Regions from separate parts of the Anser cygnoides genome. Here region 1 is linked to region 2. Evidence: chromatin contacts called from public Hi-C data. All regions are on one chromosome and are shown on one strand. The core of a region is the stretch at or near the end of the contact, and the rest is flanking DNA. Distances in the headings are between cores, read along the strand shown.

Region 1 (5,837 bases), core at 1,378-3,877, 170 kb before region 2:
CCAGGCAGATCCTTATCCTTCACGGTGACCGGGAGAGGCTGCACGGCGCGCCCAAAACCTGAGCACCACTTTGTGAGCTCCCCGACCCAGCCTGATGGTGGTGACTGCACTACCATCTACGGGGGACAAGCAGGGGCAGGAACTGGTGTCACTATTACAGTTACACTTGCAAAAGGGAAAGAATTAGTCTCTCATGCAGAGAAATATCTCCGTGCATTCCTTCCATATTGCCTGCAGGGACAAATATGACTTCTGCTCTGTAAATACCTTCTCTTTCCACTCGTACAGTCCTTGAAAATCTGCTTATACAGAGGTATCTGAGAGCAAATAGCAGAAAATTGCCTGCTACCTCCTAAACATCAAGCAGACAGCAAAGCCCTGCAGCTAATGTATGCAGAGGGATGTTCTGAGGGAAGTACTTCTTGTATTATTTACCGTGGGGGGGTGTAAGCCTCGCAGGGGAACAAGGATGTGTGAAAATGTCAAGCTTTTTTTTGATTTTTTTTTCCCCTGGAAGCCTGTTTGGGTTGGGCCAGCGGGACCCGAGAGAGCAAACACCACGGCGCCTACCATGATGAGCCTCTGGGCCAGCCGCGTCCTGGCGAAGAAGTAGATGACCCGCAGCCTCTTGGGGAGGCGCAGGTTCCTGAAGGACGAGGGCTGCAGGGTGATGGTGTGGGGGGTGGCGGGCCGCAGGGCTGGCTGCCGCTCGTAGCGCTGGGAGCGGCTGACGGCCTTGGCGGGGGGCAGGCAGGCTTCTGCCGGCAGCCGCTTGTTCAGGTCCGCAAGCTGCCGGGAGAGAAGCAGGCGTCAGAGAATCAGAGGAAGACGAGGTTGGAAAGGCCCTACAGGATCATCTGGTCCTCCGTTATCTGCTCTCATCTGCTCTTTTATGCGTGCTAAGTCTCAGCTCCCACCTTCGCATCTGAGCCAGAAGGGCCCAGCTTCCCTCTGGTGTCCCCTTCTGCACCCAGCTGTGTTTGTGACCCCGTCTCCTTCCAACCACGTCTGTGACCACGTCCCCTTCCAGCCCACTGACCCACAACCTCCGCGTTTCTGTACCTGAGGGTCCCCCATCCCTGCATGTGTGTAACCAACAAGTCCCATCCCAGAGCATTTTTACAGCTCGCTCCTTTTTTTTTCAGAGGGTGGAAATCCCAGGGCGTGCTTCCCTCAGTCCCTCCATGCTCGCAGAGCAGGGCGAGCCAAGGCACGAGGCCGCGTCCCCAGCCCGTCCTTACCTCCATGCGGCGAATGTCAATGGAGAGCACGGTCGTGAAGAAGAACATCTGCAGGAAGAAGTCGGACACCAGGCCGACCACAGCGAAGAGGCAGAACTCCTGCAGGCAGCACACACACACACACAGATTAGCTACGGCAGCTCAGGGACAGGGGTGAATATCTCCAGTCCAGGAAAAGGGCAGCTCAGCACCCTCCTGCCCGGAGTGAGCGTATTTCACTGACTGGTCCTGTTATCAGGGCTTTGGAATAGTTGAAAGCTTGGTGTTAAAACAGTCCGCGTGAGAACTCAAGAGCACGTTTATTCATATTCACACTTTTTGTTCTTCTTAGCCACAAAACATCAAAGCACCCCAGGAAAAAACAGCAGAGGGTGCTGTCCCTGTTCCCAAAGCCGTGGCGGGGCTGCCACCAGAGCTCTCAGCCCCCTGCCTGCGTGTGCAAATCGCACGCCCAAAGAGCCCCCAGCAGTGCCGGTTTCCTTCCCTTCACCAATAAACCTCCCCCGATAGGAAACTCCTCCAGGAGCAGGGGGAGCCCAGGGACTGGGCACAGCCAGTCCTCCTCCCACCGAAGACCACCGAAGCCTCTGTACCCCCCCTGTGCTCACGACTAGTAGCTGCAGCCGTCCCCCAGGGCTCCAGCTAAACCACGGCTGTTTAAATCACACCCTTGGCTAGTGCTTATTTAGTGTTTATTTTTATATATATAGGAAATTTTCAGGCCCCTGGAAGAAAAGCTCCGTGCCCAGCCTCTGAACACCAAGCACACGAGGAGCAGCGTTGGTAAGATGGATCCCGAGCTCCCTGCCATGCTCCGCTTCCCCAGCAGGTGCCACTGCAGAAATGAGGATGACAAGAGGAGCACAACAAGTGAGCCCAGCACCAGGGACGCCCCTCGGAGGTACACATTGCTGCCAGGACCCGTCAGGGCCCAAAAAAGATGCAGTAACACGGGGAGATCGAGCAAACCGAAAGCAGGCACAGGCAGCAACCTCGGGCTAAAGGCGAGATCAAAGAGTCCGGCCCTCGCTTGCAGAACAGCCCTGGCAAATCCCCGCTGGGCCCAGCTGTGGCAACCACACTACATGCGCCCACATCCACCTCAGAGGAAGGAGAGGGGCCCTCAAGATTCATTTCTGTCCCCCTGCAGCCTATGCCTACCCCAGCTTCTCGCCTGTGACAGCAGGAGAGGCTATCCGAAACCTCGGAACGAACCTTGAAGCCTCCCCAGCCTGCCCAAACTGTTTTTTAAACACAAGCAGTCAGCTGCCTGCTATCTGAAAATCAGCACGCTATGAGATGAGATAAACCACTAGGTCAGCTGCCCGCCCCTCCCCAAACCTCCCGGCAAAACCAGCACAAGGCTCTGATTTCGGCTCAATCCCTTCCTCGGCATTTGACGGGAGGTTTGGGGAGCAAACACGACATCCCGAAACATTCTGGGGATGAAAACACAGCACGGGTTCCTCTCTAAAAGCAGAAAAACAGAGGGAAAGCAACGCCCAGCTGGATTTCACCCAGATCTCAGCAAAAGCCTCCACAAATGGCAAGCTCTGCCATAATTAATTCCGCCGATACCTCCACTTATTCCACTTAGGATGAGAGCTATCTGAAACTACTAGCCCTGGAAATCCGACATCTTCTTATACTTGGGTTCTGCACACCCTACAGCACAACCCGAACCAATTTCGGTGATTGCCTCTCGGCGGGTGAGCTCCAGAACAAGGTGGGGGCCAGGAGGTGGGGAATGCAGGACGGGCACCCAGGACACATCCCTGCAGCGTCCTGGGACCACCAGGGCCACAAGTGCAAGGAGAAGGGGGGTCTCTGCCCCCCTGTAATGAAAGGTTCCACGGTAGCTCACAATTAGAAGGCATTTACGGTGTACGCCCAATTCTCACCTGAAGCTGAACTCTATTTAAGAAGGAGAACCTCAGAAAACAGAGAATTCCCTTCTGCTAAATGAGCTGCACTGCTGTGGGGTGGCTGAGGAAGGTGCCAGGACCTCACAGCCCTTGGGCAAGTGACATCCTTCGACAACGAAACGCCTCCCTCTCCTGCTGCTCCCCGTACGGGCAGGATGGGTGCCTCTGCTCCCTCTGACAGGCTGGAGCAAGGTCCCTGCCGGATTTACGCTGCCCGTCCCTCTCTTCACGACGCCTCCGAGGCTGCAACACGAGCACAGCGTTATCTGCGCAGCGCCCTTCGCCCCCAGGGACACGCAGATAAGGGGCACGCTCCCGGCTCCAGCAGACAGCATCCCCGTGAGATTCCTGCTCTGGAGAAAGCAAGCATCCTAGGAGGGACAGGATCACACGCAGAGCAAAGAAGGGATGTCATCACAAGCCTTACAACGCTGTAAGACCCAGGAATACATTCATAAAGGCAACACGCGGGTGTGGGGAAGTGCTGCTCTTCCCACGGCTCCTCTTCCAGGAAGAGGAGCTAAAAGACCCTATGCATGAGCCCAATTTAGACCCAAAGGATGGATCATGCTGGTTTTTGACCCGAGCAATCTCTGCAATCAGCTTCAAATAAAAAAATTAGGACACGACACGTGGCCGGGTGTAGCCTGGGGAATTCTGCTCTAGCTCCTCTCTTGCTGTCCTTCTCTTGGCCACTGAGAGCCAGGCTCAGGAGCCGCTAAATTCAGCCCGCAATGCTCCAGTTCAACCTGAACGGTTAATCTTCTTAGATTATAATTCACTTTAATCTGCAGTCTGTCTCCTGGTGGCTCCCCAATGTCAAAGCGAGGACACGCACAGCCCGCGTGCGGCCGGCAGTGGCCTTCAGCTGTGCAGATGCTCCGGTGCTCCTGCCTTGCTGACTGCACCTGCTAAAATCTTTGCTAGGGATTTGCAGAGATAACAGGCTGACTCCTCCCTGAGCTCCGGCTGCAGCCTTACAGCAGTGGTGCTGAGGATTTGCCCAGGCACGAGCTCTGCCTGGCCCAGGGTCACAGAAGAGCAGATCCTGAGGCAACTCAGCAAGCACAGTCCTGCAAAGAGGTGGCACGGTAAGTGGCAGCAAAGTGACACACCAAGGCAGAAGACCTTGACACTATTTTCAGTGTTAGACCGACCCAACAGCACGACCATTCCACGAGATCATTCGCTGAGGTTTCAGTTTGTTCACCCCTGGAACAGAGACTGTGGTGTCTGCGGCTGGAAAAACCCAAAGGCTCGTACACCTGGTGAGACAGCCCCAAACACACCACCCACCCCTTCCTCAGAGGAGACATTCTGCACTAGTTATGGGTTTTCCCTCCACTGCTGAAGGGGATTAGCTAGCTCACAATTCCGTGATAGGAAGCTCACCTGCACAAGCAGAAAGGAGCACGGCGGGACTGTCAGGGAGGAACCAGCCCCTGCTCGGCTCGTCACGGGGCTGTCACAGCACAGGGACCAGCCGCATGGTCTGGGGGTGACAGCCACCAGGACGAGTCAATGAGAGGCCTCCAAATGACCGGGCAGACTGACGTGGGTCACTGCCCAGGGGGTCTGGGACACATTTCGGGATGCAGGGAAGAGCGTTTGGGATTGCATGAAACCAGCCAGAGAAACCAGAGTGGAAATAAAGGCATTTCCTTGAGTCACCTCTTCTACTACTCAGCCACAGTAAAGCCAGCTAAGCCACAGAAAACGAGGTTTGGTGGGTTAGACAGTATCATTTGTGAGATAAAGAAACAAATAAATCATGGACAAAGCTCCCAATTCCAGTTATATCAACTGGCATCGAAAAATCACATTCCTCTTCCCACATACCCTGCTTTGCACATATTCTTAGAGGATAACGCCATTACTACAGACACTTCTGCGACACTTTGCTGTAGGGACTGTGCGCAGTAAGGCTCCAGGACGATTTGCCAGATCTTCTCAGAGCTCCACGTGGCCCAGGTGGCAGCCGGCAGTTCCGATGTCCCCCCAGGACAAATCTATTTGCACGCAAGCAGCCGCCACAGGGAAATGTCAGCAGGTGCCTGGCACCGACTGAACGAAGCCAGTCAGCTCCTGCACCACTGCCTGCTCTGTGACAGCTCCCAGGAGACACGTTCCTGCCGTGGCACACGGTTCCTCCCTTCTTCCCAAGAAGCCCTGAGAGGCAGCTGGGTGCTCTTTAACAGGAGGGCTGAGAGAGCAGAGCACTGCATACTGCGTTCGTGCAGTGACTACAAGCCTCTGTGTGCTCAAACTGCCCAAGCACACTCACCTGGATGGCTGGGACGAGGGTGAAATAGCCGATCAGGATGATCCCAAGCTCTGTGGCCATGTTCTTCATAATTGACCAGCTCTCGTTGCTCAAGCCTGGGGAGAAAACATGCAGAGACAGGTAAAAGGAGACTGTTCACTAGTGAACGGGCGTGAGCAGAGCTTAAGTGACTCCTCCCTGGATTACCCTTCTTTAAAATTAGGCACCTATAGTCAACAGATAAAAATGGCACTTTTAGGCTAAAATTCATCCGACCTATCTTGGATATCTACTTCTAAGCCAAGTAATTGGCCTGTAGATTCCAATATGCTTATCAGCTGGGTTATCATCCAGCCCCAGAGCAGCAGTTGGATTATCATCCAACTACACGGGGAGCTGAAGAAGACT
Region 2 (5,677 bases), core at 1,086-3,585:
ATGACAAGGCATTTCACATAAGCCATCTGTTGCTCAATGTCAAAGGAATTACTGAACACGTAACACCAGAGATCACTGAGCACTTACACAACAGCAAGTGCATCGCCCAGTTTTCCTTTGCTTTTAGAGTGCAAATTCCTGCTTCTAAGGGACACCTTGACGTCCCCAGTGCTAGCCTACCCAAACGCTACGGAACAGGACTCTCAGCTCCTCTGAAACAGGACTCTCAGCTCCTCCAGGACTTAGAACCACGGCATAATTCAGACACGAGCCCCAAACACCCCCCCAGGGCCCGGGATGAAGCGAGGTCCTGCAGCTGCCAGCCAGGGGAAACAGCACAAGGCGGCTTTCACGCCTCACACACGCAGCCGGGACGGGGCTGAAGGCTGCAACAAACAGTATCGTTTTCTGCCGTCACCAACAGCGTGCCCCAACGTCCCTGCCCCCTGTACCAGCACCCTTTACTAACAGCCGAGTCCCCCCTGCCCAGCAGGAGCCCCCGGTGCCTGTTTGTCCATCGCTGGCTTCCTAACTGCCAACACTCTGGCTGTGAAAAGGGCGAGGGGAGCTTCGTGCTGGGAAAGCAGGACGTCCTTCTGCAGCAACGCAGGGCCACGGAACACACGCCACTACCGCACTGAATTCATCCCCAGCCACGCTGCCTACACAGCCCATTCCTCCTGGTTAACAAGGGCTGGTTTTCCACTACCCAGCCCAAGCTGCCCATACTATTTGAACCTCTTATTTTTCGAGCTGTGCTCTAGAGACACGGAGAACTCTCGGGGATCTGAAGACCCGGCAACGAGCAGATTCACAAAGGCAGTCCTCTCTCCCCTCGCCGGCCGACTCCTGGACCTGGGCGGTGCTCGCTGCGGTTCGCTGGGTGCTCTCCAACACGGCCACGGCTTCCTCAGCGCCCCCGGGGCTGGACACAGCGGGCAGGCAGCGCCGAGCTGTACGGGTCCTGCTGCGGGCACGGGCTGGACAAGGTCAGCTCTAATCGCTGCGTGCTCTCCTGAAAGAGGCCGTGCGCGCACAGCAAAGCTGCCACCTGGGCTACAGGGAACGAGATTAAGGGCGAAGCATCCACCGCACAAAGCAGCGCGACCCAGCTCCGGGCAGAGCTTCCACCGGGAGCCTTACGGACACTTCTCTAAGCCCCAGCAGCGCCCACAACAACAATCCGTTTCTTTGTTTCCCGAACCAAGAATCACTTCTTGATTTTTAAAGGATTTTCCGCAGCGATATTTTGGAATTCATTTGCCCGGCGCGGGCCGCTTCTTCGCCCAGTTTTAATTACCTCGCAGAGCCCAGGAAACAACCAGAGGTATCTAATCTTTACAGCCGGTAGCGCCGATAAGTGCAAACCAATTATGAGAGACGAGCGCTGCTTTGGAGCGTGGCGCGGAGGCTCCCACTCGCGCGGCGCAGATAAGGGGCTGCGCGGTGCTGAGAACCGTCCTGCCGGGGCTCTGCTGGCGGAGCAGCCCCGGGAGCAGCTCCTGCCAGCCCCGGTGCCTCCAGGGAGCCGGTGCTGCCGGACACCGGTACCGGCCCGGGGTTACTTTACACACCTGAGGTCCCTCGGGGTCACGGGGGTCTTCCAGCTCGGGCACGCGGTGCTCCTCGGGGGCCGGTAACGGCAGGGAGCGGGGCCTCAAGGGAGCCCCGGTGATTTTTGCATTACGGTTTCTTTACCGACAGACACGGCCCGAGCCGCTTCCCCAGCCGGTTCCGGGGCTCACGGCAGCGCAGGGCCCGGCACTGCTCGGCCCGGAGCCGCTGTGCTCGTGTAGGAACGGCCGGGACCGGGACCAGGACCGGGACCGGCCCGGAGCTGCCCCCGTGCCCCGGAGCAGCCCCCGTGCCCCGGAGCTGCCCCCCCCGGCCCAGCCCCCCCCCAGCAGCCGCCGCCCCGCGCTGCCCCCGCCGCCTTTGTTCGGGCCGGCGGGCGGCCAGCGCTGCCCAACCCCTAGGCCAACCCCCCCCCCCCGGCCCCGGTTCCCCACCCCCGGTCCCGGCCCCGCACCTTCTTGTAGTGCTTCCCGAGCCAGACGCGCACCGAGTCGAGCTGGGACACGGTGTCGGGGCTCTCCCAGAACTTGCCCGTCGGGCCGCCGTCCTTCCGCCGAGCCACCGACAGCGCCGCCAGCCCCGGGCCGCCCGCGGCCGCCGCGGCCGCCGCCGCCGCCACGGCCACCGCGGCCGCCCCGGGCCCCGCACCGCCGCCGCCGCCCGCCGCCACCGCCGCCGCCATTGTTGGCCTCGCCGAGCGCCGCCGCCGCGGCCCTGCGCCTCCCCCCCGCCCCGCGCCGCGCATGCGTCGAGCGCCCCGCCCCGCCCCCGCGGCGGGGGACCGGGAAACCCCGCCCCTCACCCCCCCGTCCCCCTCACACACACACGCAGACCGGCCCCGCGCTCGCCGCCGCCATCTTGGCGCCTGCGCTGCGCCTCCCGCCCGGCTCCGCCTCGGGAGCCCCGGGGCTGAGGGGGGCTCTGAGGGGCTCGGTGTCCCCTCGCGGCCCGGCCCGTGGTGGCTCTTGGACGCTGCCGGTTTGTTAACCTCGGCTGAAAGCGGTCCCTGTAGAGCCAGCGCTGCTCTGCCGCCCCCCCCCCCTTTGTTTCTGGTATCGCCTTGTGGCGGCGGGCTGCCTCACACGGAGCGAAGCGTTCAGTCTCTGCTAGGCTCCCGGTGGTTTTTTATTTGTGTGGAGAGCTGTGCGCCCTCTTGGATCTGCTCCTCCTGCTTAAGGACAGGGGACTGTGCCCATCAGACCCACACGCTTCCTCACAGCTGTCCCTTGGGAGCCGTAATTGCAGTAATTACAGAAGTTAGGTTCTTTTTTCTCCTTCCCTGTTTCTAAACAGCTGTGTCCTTGCTATACGACAGGTACTCCTCGTGTTCCTGTGGGGAAACAAAAAGCATTTACCTCACACAGCTTCAGCCCAGGCTGTTTGTTCTCTGATCGGCTACCACAGGATGTGGTAGAGCCCCATCGTCCTCAGGCAGCAAGGCTGGGTGCACTGCTCCTTCAGTGAGTAGGGCTTACAGAGGAGAGAACGTCATCTAACAGCATCTAATAAACAGTGTTTTGGGGAGAAAAAATAATAATAAAAAAGTGGAAGATAGGGAAATTGAGAAACACAACTAGAGAGTAAATAAGGGGCAAATGTAACTACCCTATAGTGAGTTTTGATCCTGACAGTCTTTAATAAATTCCCAAGTGAATCCTAAGCAGAAGTTGTCGTGCTTTCATCAGATCACAGAGCATCGCTTGGGAACACGCAGAGTTGGTTGCAGAGTCTTCCTCTTCAGGGAGAACTAGGGCTGGTCACCCACCAGGGATGGGTCAGTCATCAGCTGGGATCACGGTCCTGGGCTTCCTTCCACAGCACAAAGGATTTCAGCCAGAGGCAGGGACATGGGTAAAGAGCCAAATCACAAGAAAACGTAGTGCTCATTGTGGCTTCAAAAAAAAATAAAAACCAAATGGACTAAAATGCAGTGAACCAATCTGCACCAAGTCTTCACTGCTGGGTACGTTCAGATTTATCGTATCTTTCCGTAATCACATCTAGTACTATGTAGTAAGTCATTATGAGGCAATTTTCTCCAATTTTCCTCTTTTGAAAACACTTTAGCTAGTAATGTTTTATTTGTGAATCCCGTCATTCAAAATAAAAAACTCAACAAGTGACAGGCAGAAAATAATCTGTATGTAATTATGCAATATGTCAAATTCTAGTAAAGAAAATTGAGTATATTTCCATGCTTTAGTTTTCATTCAATTACAGAAAAATATGAATGACAAAGCTGGGGGCTCCTCCAATTTTCACATTTTTCAAACCAACCTAAAGAGCACAGTCCTTGGTTCACACAAACACTAACAGAAACCCGCACACAGCTGTGGTGGTTCCCCATTTAACCCTAGAGCTTTTTCCTTTTTCTTTTTTCTTTTCTTCCTGAACTCCCCGTACTTCTGCTCCATCTGTACGCATCTTGGTACAAACTAAGCCACCTACCCCTACCTGCCAGGCTGCGGTTAGCTGTCTGCAGGCCGTGTGAAGGTTTGCAGTGCACCGTTACAACGGGGAACCAGACCCCTCTGGCAGCGGGCAGCCTTTGAGCTACCTGAACTCTTAAACACAGAGTATCGGTGAGTCAAGCAATTTATTTTACAGAACGTGTCTAGACAACGCTTGGGCATTTTACTGCCACTTTATCAAATATAGACTGGAAACAGCTCTGCATCAAAATCATCCCGATATAAAAACTTTCCTGGGCTTACCTCAGTTTTCTAGAGCTCCTCCCACCCCTGAACACTCCAACCCAGAAATAAAATACTTGCAAGGAAGGACACTTATGGAGAATAAAAACAACCAAACATCCAGAAATCTGAGCTTCACAGAACATTTTGAAAGGCAAAGTGCCCTTCCCACACATCCTGTCATGGGTTACCATCCCTTGGAGGTCTAGCACCGTAGCTCCCTCAGGTGCCTAAGCCTATCCTGATCTGGGAATCTTCTCATCCGCTGCTGAAAAAAGCTCTCACGCACAGCAGTGCCACGCAGTGCTTGTGCTCCACCACACCAGCCCAGCAGGCAGCCTTTTGACGCCGCAGCATGCACAGCAACACTTCACACACACACCAGAATCCAGAAGTGGAAAGGTGCGAGGCTCCCAGGCTGTATGTTCTGTGGAGTGAAAAGGAGAGAAAGGAGAAGTTGCTGGAATTAAGAGCCCAGAATCACATGCTCAAAGAATACTGCAATATTCACCTCGTCCCAGACCCCGACAGCTGCTGGAAGTCCAGCAGATTCAATTTAGAACACCAGCTGTTCCCCAGGGTGCCAAAACAAACCCAAATTTTAAGATCAGTGAACACTTTGGAGTTCACGACGTTTCCAGGATCGCCAGTTCAGCTATCCATTGGTATCAAGACCACTGCCTTGCCACCTCCACTTAGGTTCCTTATTTTTCACAGGCTCATCTGAAAAGGCTTCCAAAGCAAATGCTGCGCACTTGAGCCCAAACACACGACAGATCTGGTATGAAGCATAAGACAGTACTTGTAAGACTATTCGTAAGGATGAAATGGAAGTTCAATTCTTCTGGTAGCTTCAGAAATTAACCTACAGCAAAGTTTACTGTTTTTGGCAGAAGGTAGTTATCTCATGCTGTGGGCAGCTGTCTGAAAATATTCATTGTCACATAGGTAACTCAGTCCCACACACCAGGAGTGATCTCAAACTCCAGGTCAATATTATTTTAGAATGACAACAAAGAAGAAAGTTTATCCCACTCTGAATCCTTTAGCCAGCCCAAGTCTCGGCAGTCAGAGAAGCTGAAGTATCCTTTAAGCAGTACATAGCTCGAACAGCTTTCATGAAATTCACTTTATGTACCAGTGAAATTCTTTTAGAAGAGTACATGCAAGCTAAGGCCAGCTGACATTAATACTAAAATAACTCGGTGAATAGTTACCAGCCTCTACAGGCTTCCATTTCAGACTTGTTTCAATTTTAACTTTTCCTAGCGTTGCTTTTACACGCCAATGCTACAGTATCATACTGCTATGACCACTGATATTATTTTCATGTCAAGAACCCAATACTTGTTTGCCAGAACCCTGGAGAATAGACAAGCACCGCCTTCCCAGAGTAACCTCACCTCTAC

Evidence for each region. Hi-C and Micro-C count contacts between places; a contact is called where the count stands out from the background.
Region 1: a contact with region 2 is called in a Hi-C map of liver, with 3 times the contacts expected there. The contact joins the enhancer-like site here to the promoter of SMARCC1 in region 2. A contact is called at or near these places in 2 of 7 Hi-C or Micro-C datasets (granulosa cells and liver).

What each region holds. Positions count from the first base shown.
Region 1 is chr2:1,274,696-1,280,532 of Taihu_goose_T2T_genome, reverse strand. SCAP (SREBF chaperone) reads right to left here. Exons shown (of 24, transcript XM_066991038.1): 11 at 5,451-5,545; 12 at 1,242-1,340; 13 at 571-789. Among named protein-coding and RNA genes, the nearest start is that of PTPN23, 26 kb to the left of the region's middle. Within about 2 kb of position 2,627, at least 1 of the 3 cell types and tissues checked has open chromatin away from gene starts, as enhancers often do. A contact at or near this core is called in liver, where this site is marked.
Region 2 is chr2:1,108,666-1,114,342 of Taihu_goose_T2T_genome, reverse strand. SMARCC1 (SWI/SNF related, matrix associated, actin dependent regulator of chromatin subfamily c member 1) reads right to left here and starts at 2,335. Exons shown (of 29, transcript XM_066991054.1): 1 at 2,030-2,335. The coding sequence starts at 2,320. It overlaps LOC106046820 (a long non-coding RNA gene), which reads right to left. Exons shown (of 10, transcript XR_010828930.1): 10 at 5,382-5,677.